Regions from separate parts of the Macaca mulatta genome. Here region 1 is linked to region 2. A link is a contact called in public Hi-C data. All regions are on one chromosome and are shown on one strand. The core of a region is the stretch at or near the end of the contact, and the rest is flanking DNA. Distances in the headings are between cores, read along the strand shown.

What was found. Hi-C and Micro-C count contacts between places; a contact is called where the count stands out from the background.
Region 1: a Hi-C map of fetal cortex germinal zone shows a contact between it and region 2, with 1.9 times the contacts expected there. The contact joins the promoter of GARNL3 here to the promoter of SLC2A8 in region 2. A contact is called at or near these places in 4 of 14 Hi-C or Micro-C datasets (CD4 T cells, cortical neurons, fetal cortex germinal zone and 1 more).

The regions. Positions count from the first base shown.
Region 1 is chr15:20,492,808-20,498,663 of T2T-MMU8v2.0, forward strand. GARNL3 (GTPase activating Rap/RanGAP domain like 3) reads right to left here and starts at 1,732. Exons shown (of 30, transcript XR_013405550.1): 1 at 1,649-1,732. It overlaps RALGPS1 (Ral GEF with PH domain and SH3 binding motif 1), which reads right to left. Exons shown (of 21, transcript XR_013405554.1): 21 at 3,150-5,856.
Region 2 is chr15:20,316,192-20,321,780 of T2T-MMU8v2.0, forward strand. It overlaps SLC2A8 (solute carrier family 2 member 8), which reads right to left and starts at 2,586. Exons shown (of 10, transcript NM_001265805.2): 1 at 2,481-2,586; 2 at 2,229-2,391; 3 at 1,699-1,905. The coding sequence starts at 2,536.

The DNA.
Region 1 (5,856 bases), core at 482-2,981, 180 kb after region 2:
TTTGCTTTTTATTCCTAGCAATGGAACCCTCTTATTGGCCTCAGTGCGGGTCGGAGTCCACATCCCTCTCTCTCTCTGTCCCCCACTCTGGTCCCTACCACTGCTGTGGGCGATGGGGAGCTCCTCAAGGGGTGTTGGCCGCGAAGGGCACAGTCACAGCTTTAGGGAGACCCCTCCCGCGGCCAGCTGGGGTGTGGATTTCAGAGGCGTCAGAACAGAGACGGGAAGTGTGGCTGAGAGGACGCTGGAGTCATCTCCAAGACCTGAGAAAATGGTAGGGCCAACTTGAGCGACGTCGAAGCAGGAGAATCCGTTCCAAATTCAGGGAATGCCAGGGAAGCTGAGGGAGGGCATGCGCCCGGGCGGCGGTCGTCCCGTGAGAGGTCCCGGGGGAAGAGCAGCCGAGGGGCGCCGGCGGCCCGGGCAGAGGCTGGCGTCGCGAGGGAGAGGGGCGCGGGGGCCGCGGGTGCCAGGGCCAGCCGGGGCGCGGAGGCAGCAGGTGTGCGGCTGCCAGGGCACGCGGGGTGCCGGAAGGAAGCCTCCAGTGGACAGAGGGGTGAGCTCCCGACCTTGCCCTTGAGCGTTTACCGGAGGTGGGCAGGGCACGTTCTCCTCAGCCCATGCCCCGCCGAAGCAGCGGGCGTGCGGGGCCTGCCACCGGACCGACGCTTCTGGACGCCCGACACCCGTTCCCTCACCTCCCGCGCGACGGCCCGGCCCCTCCCACAGTCCACGGCCGCTCAGCCCGGGCTACGCGCCCGGTCTCCTCAGAGCCTCCGCCGACCCTTCCCACGCCGCGGCCTCGCCCCGCTGTCCCTTCACATCGCCATCCCCCCACGTGGCCAGCGCCCCGCCCGGCCGCACCCCTCCCAGGTCGCAGTACCTTGGGCTCTCGAAGCTGCACCCCCTGCGCCGCAGCGCCGCCCTCTTCTGCCGCAGGAGCGCAGCGGCCACCCCGCCGGGCTCCGGCTCCATCGCCCCGGGCGGGGGCCGCGGGCTCGGGCGCACTCGGGTGGGCTCGGGCCTCGGCCGGCCGCTCGGCTCGCACGCCGCAGCCCACGCCCCGCCCCACGCCCCTCGCTGGGCCCAGGCCCCGCCCCGGCCCCGCCCCGAACCACGGCCCAGCCCGCCTCGCGCCTCTTATCCTGGTTCAGGCCCCGCCCAAGCCCCGCCCCGAACCCCAGCCTGCCCGGACCCTCCGCGGGGCCCAAGCCCCGCCCCGCAATCACTCACCCTGGTCCTGGCCCCGCCCCGCGATCGCTCACCCTGGTCCCGGCCCCGCCCCGCACCCGCTCAGCCTGTTACAGGCCCCGCCCCGCGCCCGCTCAGCCTGTTACAGGCCCCGCCCCGGCCCCGCTCTCAACTCCTGCTCTGCTCGCCCCGCGCCCTCAGCCCGGAGAAGGCCCCGCCCACACCCCGCCCACGCCCCGCCCCGCGCTCCGGTAACGCCCCTCCCGCGCCAGCTCCGCCGGGTTCTTGCCGCCGGCTTTCGGCACCTCTGCGGGGCCCACAGGCCTAAAACGCCCATCCTATCCTCGACTGTCCCGTCCACGACCCCAACCCTCCTGCTGCTTGCCCCTCAGCACAGACCCTGGCCCCGCCCACCTACCCCTGCACTACTGAGCTCGCGCAAGGCCCTCGCCCTTACCCCAAACCTCTGCTTTGTCGAGCGTCGTCCCTTGGAGTTCGGCTCCTCATCGCCTCAGCACCTCCTGGCCCTTTCTATTGTAGCTCCGCCCCTAGGGCCCTCCTTTCCCATGTCCCGCCCACAGGTATGGCTCCGCCCCCAGGAGCCCCGCCTTTTCCCTTCGAAGCTCCCACTGACTCGGTTCCCAGACCAGCTCCATCGCCTCCTCAGTTCTGCTCTGACAGGGCCTGCCACAGCCCCGCCCGGCCGCGAGGCCCCGCCCACACTCGGTGGCCCCGCCCAGCCACCCCTCTCCTGCGCCCTTGTCCAGCCTGCCCGCAGGCTCCGCGCGGGGTAGATGCCCGCACCCGTGGCTAAAGCGGCGTTTCGCCGTCTGGTCTGCGTTGACTCCGGGATCCTGCCATCCATCCCCCTTGATGGATCGCAGGATCTGGTGGCCGTTTGTGGCGCCTGACGCCGTGAGGCTAAGGGGCTGGAGCTTTGCAGGATACCAGTTGTGGGTTCGAGTCTTGACTGTTAGTTTCTAACTGTGACGACCCCCAACCCCATCCTCACTTCCCTAAGTCAAATGCATTCTTCTCAGGGCCCTTGAACACTGCACTGTGACTGAGGGCAGCGACCCCATCTGGGTAAAGCTGGGGCCACCGTGCCGTCTAAATCAGGAGGAGGAGGTAAACTAGGGCTACCTCGGCAAGCGGGGCCTTGTGGTAGCTAGGGAGGTGTGGCTATGCTGGCCTGGAACTGGGATGGTGGAGCAGAACCCGAGGACTGTGCTGGTGTGGGGGAACCTGTGCTTGGGGGACTGGCCACTGCAGCTTTGGAAGGCACTGGCTGGGAAACTGAGGCAGTCCGGGTCAGGGGATCACATCACCCCCTGGTGCACACTTCCTCAATGACTTCCAGGTTCTTTCTTGGTAAGGCCTGAACTTTGTGAGAGAATGAAGCGGCTGCCCAGATAGCACTGAGAGAAAGATGTAGAGGAGGCCTTTTTATTTCTCCTTCCAGCCCCTCTAGAGATGCCCCTGGACCTCCCCTCAGGTTTCCACGAGATAACCCTTTTAAGACAGCCCTCTTTTTTCTCCAAGCGAGGTATAGTGGAGTTCTGGGCTTTTGCCTAACATCATGAAGTCCTCCCAACATACCTTTTCAGACTTAAAATCCCATTACTCCCGCAAAACCTGTACTCAGTGAGATCGGGTTGCCTTTTTCTCAGCCTCACTCTGCTCCTTCTCATTTCTGTCTCCCTGTTGCCCCCACCCTTCATGTGTTCTGCAACCTCTGAACTGAATCTCCAAATACCCACTGCCCTCTAAAGCATCCTACGTCTCCTGCCTCTCTCCCTGGAGTGCCTGTCCCTTCCTGAGGATGCTGCTCCTGCATGGTTTTGATGCTCTGGTTACGTCCTAGCTGAGTTTTGGGCTCCCCATGCCTCCTTTGTGTCTATCTGAAACAGCAACTGTTTGCTAAGTGAATGTGTGTGACTTTAATAAACTGAGCAGTATTCATTGGAAAACACATTTAATTTCAAAGTAAACAAAGATGTTGTACATTAAAGTATTTAATTAGTGAAATAATTATTATCAATGTAACAAGCTGAAAAATACAGCAACTTGATACAAGACTGAGGTAACAAAATACTTCACCAAAAATCTAAAGAACCCCATGGAGGGCTGGTTGATGTTCAGTGGTTACTGCGGGTGAGACAATTCACAAGAATTAGAGAAAGTCCTTACACAACTGCATGCAGGGGTCTGCTGGAAAAAAAGACAGCCCAGGAGAGTGCAACAGATTTAACAGGAAACGAATTAAAATGTAGAAACTGATTTTCAACTTACTTCGAAGAGTACATAAGAAATTGAAAACTACTCTCGATGCAACATTTTGAATGCTAAGTGGAAAACCATGCATTTTGGCACGAAATTTATTAAAGATTATACCATACTAATTAATTACTATTATTTCATTAGTGAATAGTCACAGTCGTTCAGAAATGGATAAAGAGATTAATGGTTATAAAATGGACAGATGATCTCCTGTGTTGCTGCTGTAAGCGGGGTTTTGAGGCTGCCCAGGGGGTGTACACGCTTGTGCAGCATAGGGCTGCAAGGCGGTCTCAAGTCCATGGTACAAGTTCTCAACACCCAAGAAAATGCAGTTCTCGCTCACATTGTAGTTATATTTAACATTGAAATTAAAAACAGAAACCTATGGAGCAAATACTGTGACATTTCAACCCTACTCTCTCATTCCACCTTTGGAATCCTCGGCATGGCCAACTGCAGCTCTGTGCCTGGCTCTTCTGGGCCAACCAGCCTCTAGGATAGTGACTTCATCCTCACTGCAACTGAACTCGCAGATCAAGAGGCTATTCAGTCTGTTGAGCCTTTTGATGCCTTTCTGGAGCAATCTATGCACAGGATTTATACTCAGGGCTAGGAGAGAGGCAAAGTCTTGCCTAAGGAGATATGTGTGGTGGGGACTACTTGTTTGTTGAGTGGTCAGGTCCATGAGGGCAGGGATCAGATCTGACTTGTTCTTAGCACAGGCAGCACTTGCTAGTGATGCGAATGAATAAATGAATGAATGGGTGGTTTTGTGCAGAGAATCTGTTATTTCTAAAGGACTAGGAGTTTGTTTTTTAACATGAAACCACTTGATATGTAAAAATGATGTAAAGCTGATTTAAGTCATTTACGGGCTCACAAACCAGAAAGCTGTGTTTTTGGCAATGCTCCCCAGTGGTTACGGACATCAGCAGCGTCGGGGAAGGGCTCTGGGCCCCACCTGAGGAACAGAGCAGATGTTGCCTGCAAGTGGTTTCCTGTTTCATGGAGCATTTCCGCCTGTAAAATGGCATCCGAAAAGGTACACCTCTTGGGGCTTGGGAGGTGGGGGTAAGATGATACTGGCCATCTTGGTAAGAAAAAAAATGCACTATAAATTCAATTGGCAAAAGAGAGTGAGTTTCTTCCTAAACAGAATCTCTTCAAGTATCTACTTCCTCGGGTTCCACAGCCTTATAGGGAGGGAGGGGGGCCAAAGTCTCTCACTGGGCACAGTTAGAACAAGATTTCTACTGCTCTCTACCAAATCAATCCTCCATCAATATGTCAGTTGCCAGAATGCACTTGACTGATCTTGAATGACAAAACATGTTCAACTGTCCTGGGGAGAGAAGTGAGTTGTTCTTGGGACCACAATGTTACCAGCTACCAACTCCACAGTTGTAGACAACTTTCTGTAACTTTCATTTTGGGATGCCATGATCCATTTGCTTAAAAAAATACAGCATATGCATGCAAGAAATAATCCCTTCAATGGCTTTATAAACATTTGTGCACTCTGGACAGTACAGGAGCAAAAACTAGAAATGCTTCCCTCCAGGGGGAGGGTCCACCCATGGACTTTCCCACCTTGTGATTGGTGCCTGGCCCTCTCTGTCTCAGGCTCACAGGGTTCAAACCAGCACTGGGAAGACAAGCAGCATTCAATGCCTATGTTTGGCCGAGCCCCTGCTTAGAGAGCTGAGTGTCTTCCAGCCTTATCTCCAGGACTCTTCCGGTGTGGTCAAGGCTCTTACTGCTTCTATAAGGCTTTTGCCAACAAAGTCTAAGGAGATTCTTCAAGATTCCGAGCTAAGAATGTTCTTGGGAGAGGACGTGGAAACAGACTAAATTAGTGAGAAGACTAAACATTTTGAATTGTGATTGTGCTATTTCAAATTAGGCTGAGACATTTGTGAAAGAAAAGACAAACTTATAAGGGATATAAAATTACCTGTTTTTGTGGTGTCTGAAATTCTGAGGTTTTTGGATTGGCATCTATAATACTTCCATGTGTGAAAAACCCGGACAGTTTGCAGAATGGAAAAATCCAAGGAAAATAGGTAGTTGATGTTCCACATCTTGCACTTTCATCCAAACTTACGACTTTTTAGAAGGTAACAGGTAGAATCAGATTGAATGTAAGTTAAAGTGTTAACACTGCATGGTTCTGGTCAGAGGTGTCTGGAGTGTTTGGCATTGTCATTCAGCCTCTAGATGCTGATTTGAATAGTCATCGGGAGAATGAGGGGCAACATCCGCGTGGGTGTGCAAAGCACCCAGTGTCAAGGTTTGATGGCATCAACTTTATTACCTGGAGTTTCTCTTAGCAGGAAAGTATTCTAGTCTTTGCTCAAAAGGAAGACGAATTACTAAGCACAGTAA
Region 2 (5,589 bases), core at 1,336-3,835:
ACAGGGAAAAACCCCATCTCTACTAAAAATACAAAATTAGCTGGGCCTGGTGGCATGCATCTGTAATCCCAGCTACTCAGGAGGCTGAAGGAGGAGAGTCACTTGAACCTGGGAGGTGGAGGTTGTGGTGAGCCAAGATCTCACCATTGCACTCCAGCCTGGGCAAAAAGAGCGAAACTCCGTCTTAAAAATAAACAAATAAATAAAAATTTAAAAAAAATTTAAAAATTTTAAAAATTAAAAAAACAAACAAAAAAAAACGATGAGGCTTTACTCAGGCTCCAAGAGTTCTTAAAACAGAAAGGTCTCAACCATTCAGAGCTGAGGAAAGTCCTTGCGGGGGGTTATGGCAGGTCCCGAGGCCCCTTAGTGGAACCTGCCCAGGTGAGCAGAGCCATCCCCAGGTCCTCACCACTGAAAGGTCTGTGGCAGGCGTTTAAAGGGGATTAAAGGTAACAGAGAGGGCTGCATGTGATGGCGAGGCAGTGGGCACAGAGCTTCTCAGACCTTCATTTAATGGGCACAGACACCCTAGGTAAAACGTAGATTCCGATGCAGTAGGTCTAGGCAGGCAAAAGATTCCACCTTGCTAACCAGCTCCATGTGTGCCCACCCAGGATCCTAGCCCAGGGCCCACGCTTTGAGTGGTGGCCTTAGACCAGAAGCACGAACTCTCTGCCTCAGTCACTAGGCACTGCTTCCTCCTGAGCCCACAGGCCACCAGGCCCTCACCCATGCATCTAAGGTTATTCCATAGCTTAAGCCCTAACACAGGTGTGTTTCTGCCCAGTTAAAAAAACCACAGACGTAAAAGGTCCAGCTTCTTCCCCACCCTCTTCTGGTCCAGCTGCTGCTGCCAGTTAGCAAATGCTGGTGAAATGAGCACCCAGGGAGGGCCCTGAGTGGCTGCTTTCAACCTCACTTGGGTGAGATACTGTCCACGCCCATGGCTGGGGGCAGTTCATGGGTCACCAAGCTGTCAGGGTCCAGTCCTCCATAAGCCATGCCAGGGGCTGTCTACCCAAAGTCCCACTGAATCCTGACCACTACCTCAGGGACTAATGCCATAATCCCTGTTTTCCAGGGAAGGAAACTGAGGCCCAGGCAGACACTCTGCTCAGGTCAGTGGCAGAACCAGGATTTGACCCAGATGTTCGGGGCTCCCAAGTGGGCAGCCTGGGTCAGGAGGGGGAAAGGGGGAAGATGGGGAAGGAGGGGCTGGCCTGTGACAAGGAAAGGGGAACACAGGCCAGCAGCCTTTGCCCCAGGAGAAACCAGGACAGGAACTTCCTGCTAATTGCAGTCATTGACCCGAAGCCAGGGATGAAAACCATAATGTTGGGAGTGGGCTCCTATGGATCATCTGCAGGTCTGCAGAGCAAAAGATGGGCACGGCTAAGTGGGATAATCCTGGGTTCCAGCAACTGCTTCCCCTCTGACTAGCTGTGGACCCTGCCTGGGCAAAGGACTTCACCTTTCCGAGACTGCATGTCATGACCTCAGTGTAAAATGGAGAGAACAGCAGGATCCTTCCCAGGGTGGACGGGAGGGACCGCGAGATAACGCAGGGACTTCAAGCCTGGCACCTGTAAGGTCCCGCCAGGGGAAGCCGCGCCCCTAGGACTGAGGAGCGGTTTGTCCACTCCTCCTCTGTCTCAGGCCGCGCGAGACAGGACACTCGCGAGACGGGACACTCACCGGGGCCACTAGGGAGGCAACACCGCAGGCCAGGCCGGTGAGGAGGCGGCCCCCCAGCAGCATCCACACGTCTTGGGCCGCGGTGATGACGGCAAAGCCGGCCACGAAGGGCACGGAGCACAGCAGGAGGCTCAGCTTGCGCCCGGCGCGGTCCACCAGCCAGCCGCCCAGCACTCCCCCTGCCGCAGCACCTAGGGTCACGATGGCCTGGGGGCGGGCGGAGGCTGAGGAGGGGGCGCCGAAGCCGCAGCCCATCCCTCCCCCCGCCCACGCCCCGCGGGCTCAGAGGGAAGGGGGCGACTCCAGGCAAATGAGCCGGGGCCCAGCGCCCGTCCCGAGGGGAGGGGTGGGGGACTGAGTGGTCCGGCGCTTGTCCCGAGGGGAAGGGTGGGGGACCAAAGAACTCGATGCCCGTCCCGAAAGGCCCGATGCCCGTCTCCTGGGGAAGGGCGGTGGCGGAGGGGCCCGATGCCTGTCCCGAGAGGAGGGCGCGGGGTCCCAGGGCTGGAGGGGCGAGTCCGGGGCCTCACCCCGAACCAGGAGGCGGCAGCGTCGTCCAGGTGCGGGGCCGGGGGCGCGGCGCGCTGCAGACTCGGGATGGCCGGGGAGCTGTAGCCGAGCGCGAAGCCGAAGCTGAGTGGGCCCAGGGCAGCGGCGAAGGCGGCGAGGAAGACGCGGCGGCCGCGGGGCGCGCTGCGGTGACAGGACCGAGGGTGAGCTGAGCGGACGCGGAGGGGCGGGAGGGCGAGGCCACGTCCGGGCCCGGGTTCCCCGGGGCTCACCTGCCGCCAGGCGGCCCCAGAAGCGGCTGGGTTTCCTCTGGGTCCTCGGGCGTCATGTCCGCGGCCAACGCCGATCGGCCAGCTCCGGCGCCTGAACCGCCACCGGCCCCGCGAGTGCGGTCGGCACCGGCCTCTCGCAGCCAATGGGCGGCGGGGGGCGGGGGGCGGTGCTGGGCGGGATCGGAATCGCAGAGCAGAAGCAGCCAATAGGAATGCAAGGCGGGATTAGCGAATGCGCTAGGACCCGCCCTCATATTAAAGTATACCAATGGAAGCATAACGCTGATTAGCAAAACGCGCTGGAACCGCCCCTAGGACGGAAAGGCCCTAGGTACAGGTGGGCGGAGTTTCCGTCTGGGAGCACACAATCACCCAATTGGATTGTAGTGGGAGCCCGTAAACGGGGCCAGAGAGCTGCCTCAGAACTGAGCTGGCCAATGAGGTTGGAGGGAGGAGTTTTTTTTCTGGCACCGCCTCTCAATCTAGCTTCAACCAATGAGGGTAGGGGCGGGGCGAAGGCGGAGCACGTGGGCCTCAGCCCGAGACTTCCCTCCCCCAACTCTGAGAAGCTGCAACTGTCCTGCCGGGTCCGGTTTGCAGTTCCTGCCCCGCGTTAATCGCTGCCCTGGGGCTTGTATTGGAGGTATCTGACCTCTGCCTGGGCCCAGCTCTGCAGGGGAGAGAGCCTCTAAGCAGACTGTCCTGGGCCGCCTCCCTCTCCTCTCGGACGCCGAGACTGGTCATACGCTCCCGCTAGGCTGCTGGCGGCGGAGGCGTGGCCCTGTGCACCGAAACCCATCTTCATGCTTCCCAGATTGCTGAAGGCTCGGGTCTCCAGGTGCTGAGGACCAGTGGTAGGCGGGGTACCCCACGCCCTATGTGTGACAGATCTGGGCTTCACTTCCCCTCTTAAGTGTCACTCACTTCACAGCGAGTCCTGACTCTTGAATCTTCATCTACCTGTCTCCGAATTTTGAGTTCCCTGTAGATTTTAATGCCGCCTTCTCCCCTTGTGCACCCAAGTCAAATGATGAGGCACTGTTGGATCTCACCAGTTGTACCCAATTCATACCCAACACTCTGGTTGCAGGCAGCTGCGGTGGAATGCTGGTGTAATTCTGGAAAGAGCCAGGGCATGGGAGTAAGAGGCTTGGCTTGTAATCCCTCCCTGGGCCTTGTGTTTCCTCATCTCTAAGTGGGGATGACCATTATCTTCCAGGAGAGTTGTGAAGCAAGGTAATGTATATAAGACATATGAAGCACTCAAAGGCTAACCGGTATGATGAAGATAGTCATTTGACATACTGCAGTCACCTGATGGTTCTAGCAAGCAACATTTTTCAATCCTGACCACAAGACTATCTTTAAAGACTTAGGCAACTGCCCTTCTGTACTCCCACAGCATCTAGTGCTTGATAACTCAAGTGCTTGACAACACAAAGCAGTGATAAATGCTGTGATAAGAATAACTCAAGCACTGTATTCTTATCACAGCATTTATCACTGCTTTGTGACCCCTGTTTACTTCTGTCCTTCCCCAATGGACATGACCTCCTCTGGAGAGGAGGCACTTGGTGTTTGCAGAGTGGATCAGTGCCTCAAACTCCCTGGGCAGACACTGCACTTAGATGATTTTCTGTGTGACTCAGCCAGTCAGGTACACAGAAAGGGTTGTGCAGGCAGGGTGCTCCTCACCCTGTGGCCGATGGCTTCCCTTCCCGTGAGTGTGCAGAACTCACTTGTTGGCCTTTGTAAACAAATAATGTTGCCAGAGCAGCCTCTTGCCCCCTTTTCATAGGCAAAGCACCATCAGCCTGATTAGTAGGGTCCACCTTTTGCCCTCGCTACATCCCTTCTCAGACCTGTGACTCTTGTCAAATTGTGGGTAGCTCTAATGCTGCTGATTTGGAAGAATGCTCTAAAATAGTCCGTGGATTTTTTTATGCTACGCTGTGAAGCAAGAAACTTCAGGGAAAAAAAAAGGAAAAACACAGATACAAGCTCATAAAGCTTACAAATTAGTTGAACATGAAAAACACCAGCCAGATCCAGCTGACACAAGGCACTTAGCCTGGCTCTGCATGGCAGACATGGGGAAAGCAAGGGCTCTGCAGTCAAAGAACTTGCAGGTTCAAACCATTGCCCCTTTTTGAGCCTGTTTCCTTATTTGAAAAGCAAGGATAATAAAACATAATTCATTAAACTGTTGGTGGGGTTGAGACAGTGTTTTTTCCCCCCTATATAGGAAAAGGGCATAAAAAACATGGAGGAAGAACGGGCATGCTAACTGCTGCAAAGAATATGAGCAGACACACGTGGCTATACACAGCCCCATCTGGGTATACCTAAATACCACTGGCTTCACTACTCTTGCCTCTTGCCTTCTGCCAAAAATGAACCAAGCAACCTTCCGCTTGGGTTATCATGCTGATCTGTTTGCACAAAAGACAGACAGGGGAGCTCTCCCCACAGTGTGCAAGGCCCACTAGGAGGTACGACCCAAACTTCTATAAAATCTGTCAGACCAAGGTCCTGTCAAACTCAGTTCTCCACACTCACAAAGAAGGCCTGCTGGCCGGGCGCGGTGGCTCACACCTGTAATCCCAGCACTTTGGGAGGCCAAGGAAGGCGGATCACGAGGTCAGGAGTTCGAGACCAGCCTGGCCAACATGGTGAAACCCCATCTCTACCAAAATACAAAAATTAGCTGGGCGTGGTGGTGCGCACCTGTAATCCCAGCTACTCAGGAGGCTGAGGCAGGAGAATCGCTTGAACCTGGGAGGTGGAGGTTGCAGTGAACTGAGATCGTGCCATTGTACTCCAGCCTGGGCAATAGAGTGAGAATCTGTCTAAAAAAAAAAAGGCCTGCAGAAGAACTCTTCTGAGCTGCTTTAACGGGGTAGGTAACAGGAATAATGTAAGTAGGAAAAGATAGAATAAAATTGAAATGGCTAGAATAAAGCCAAAGTAAAATACCTTCTTCACACAGATTAAAATATTTGCAAACAATGCTAATGAAACTGGATTTCCCCTTGGGTAGGTGGCTGAGATTTCACTTTCTTTCGCACTTGGCCCAGTCCACATTTCTTTCTGCTCACACTGGAGGAGG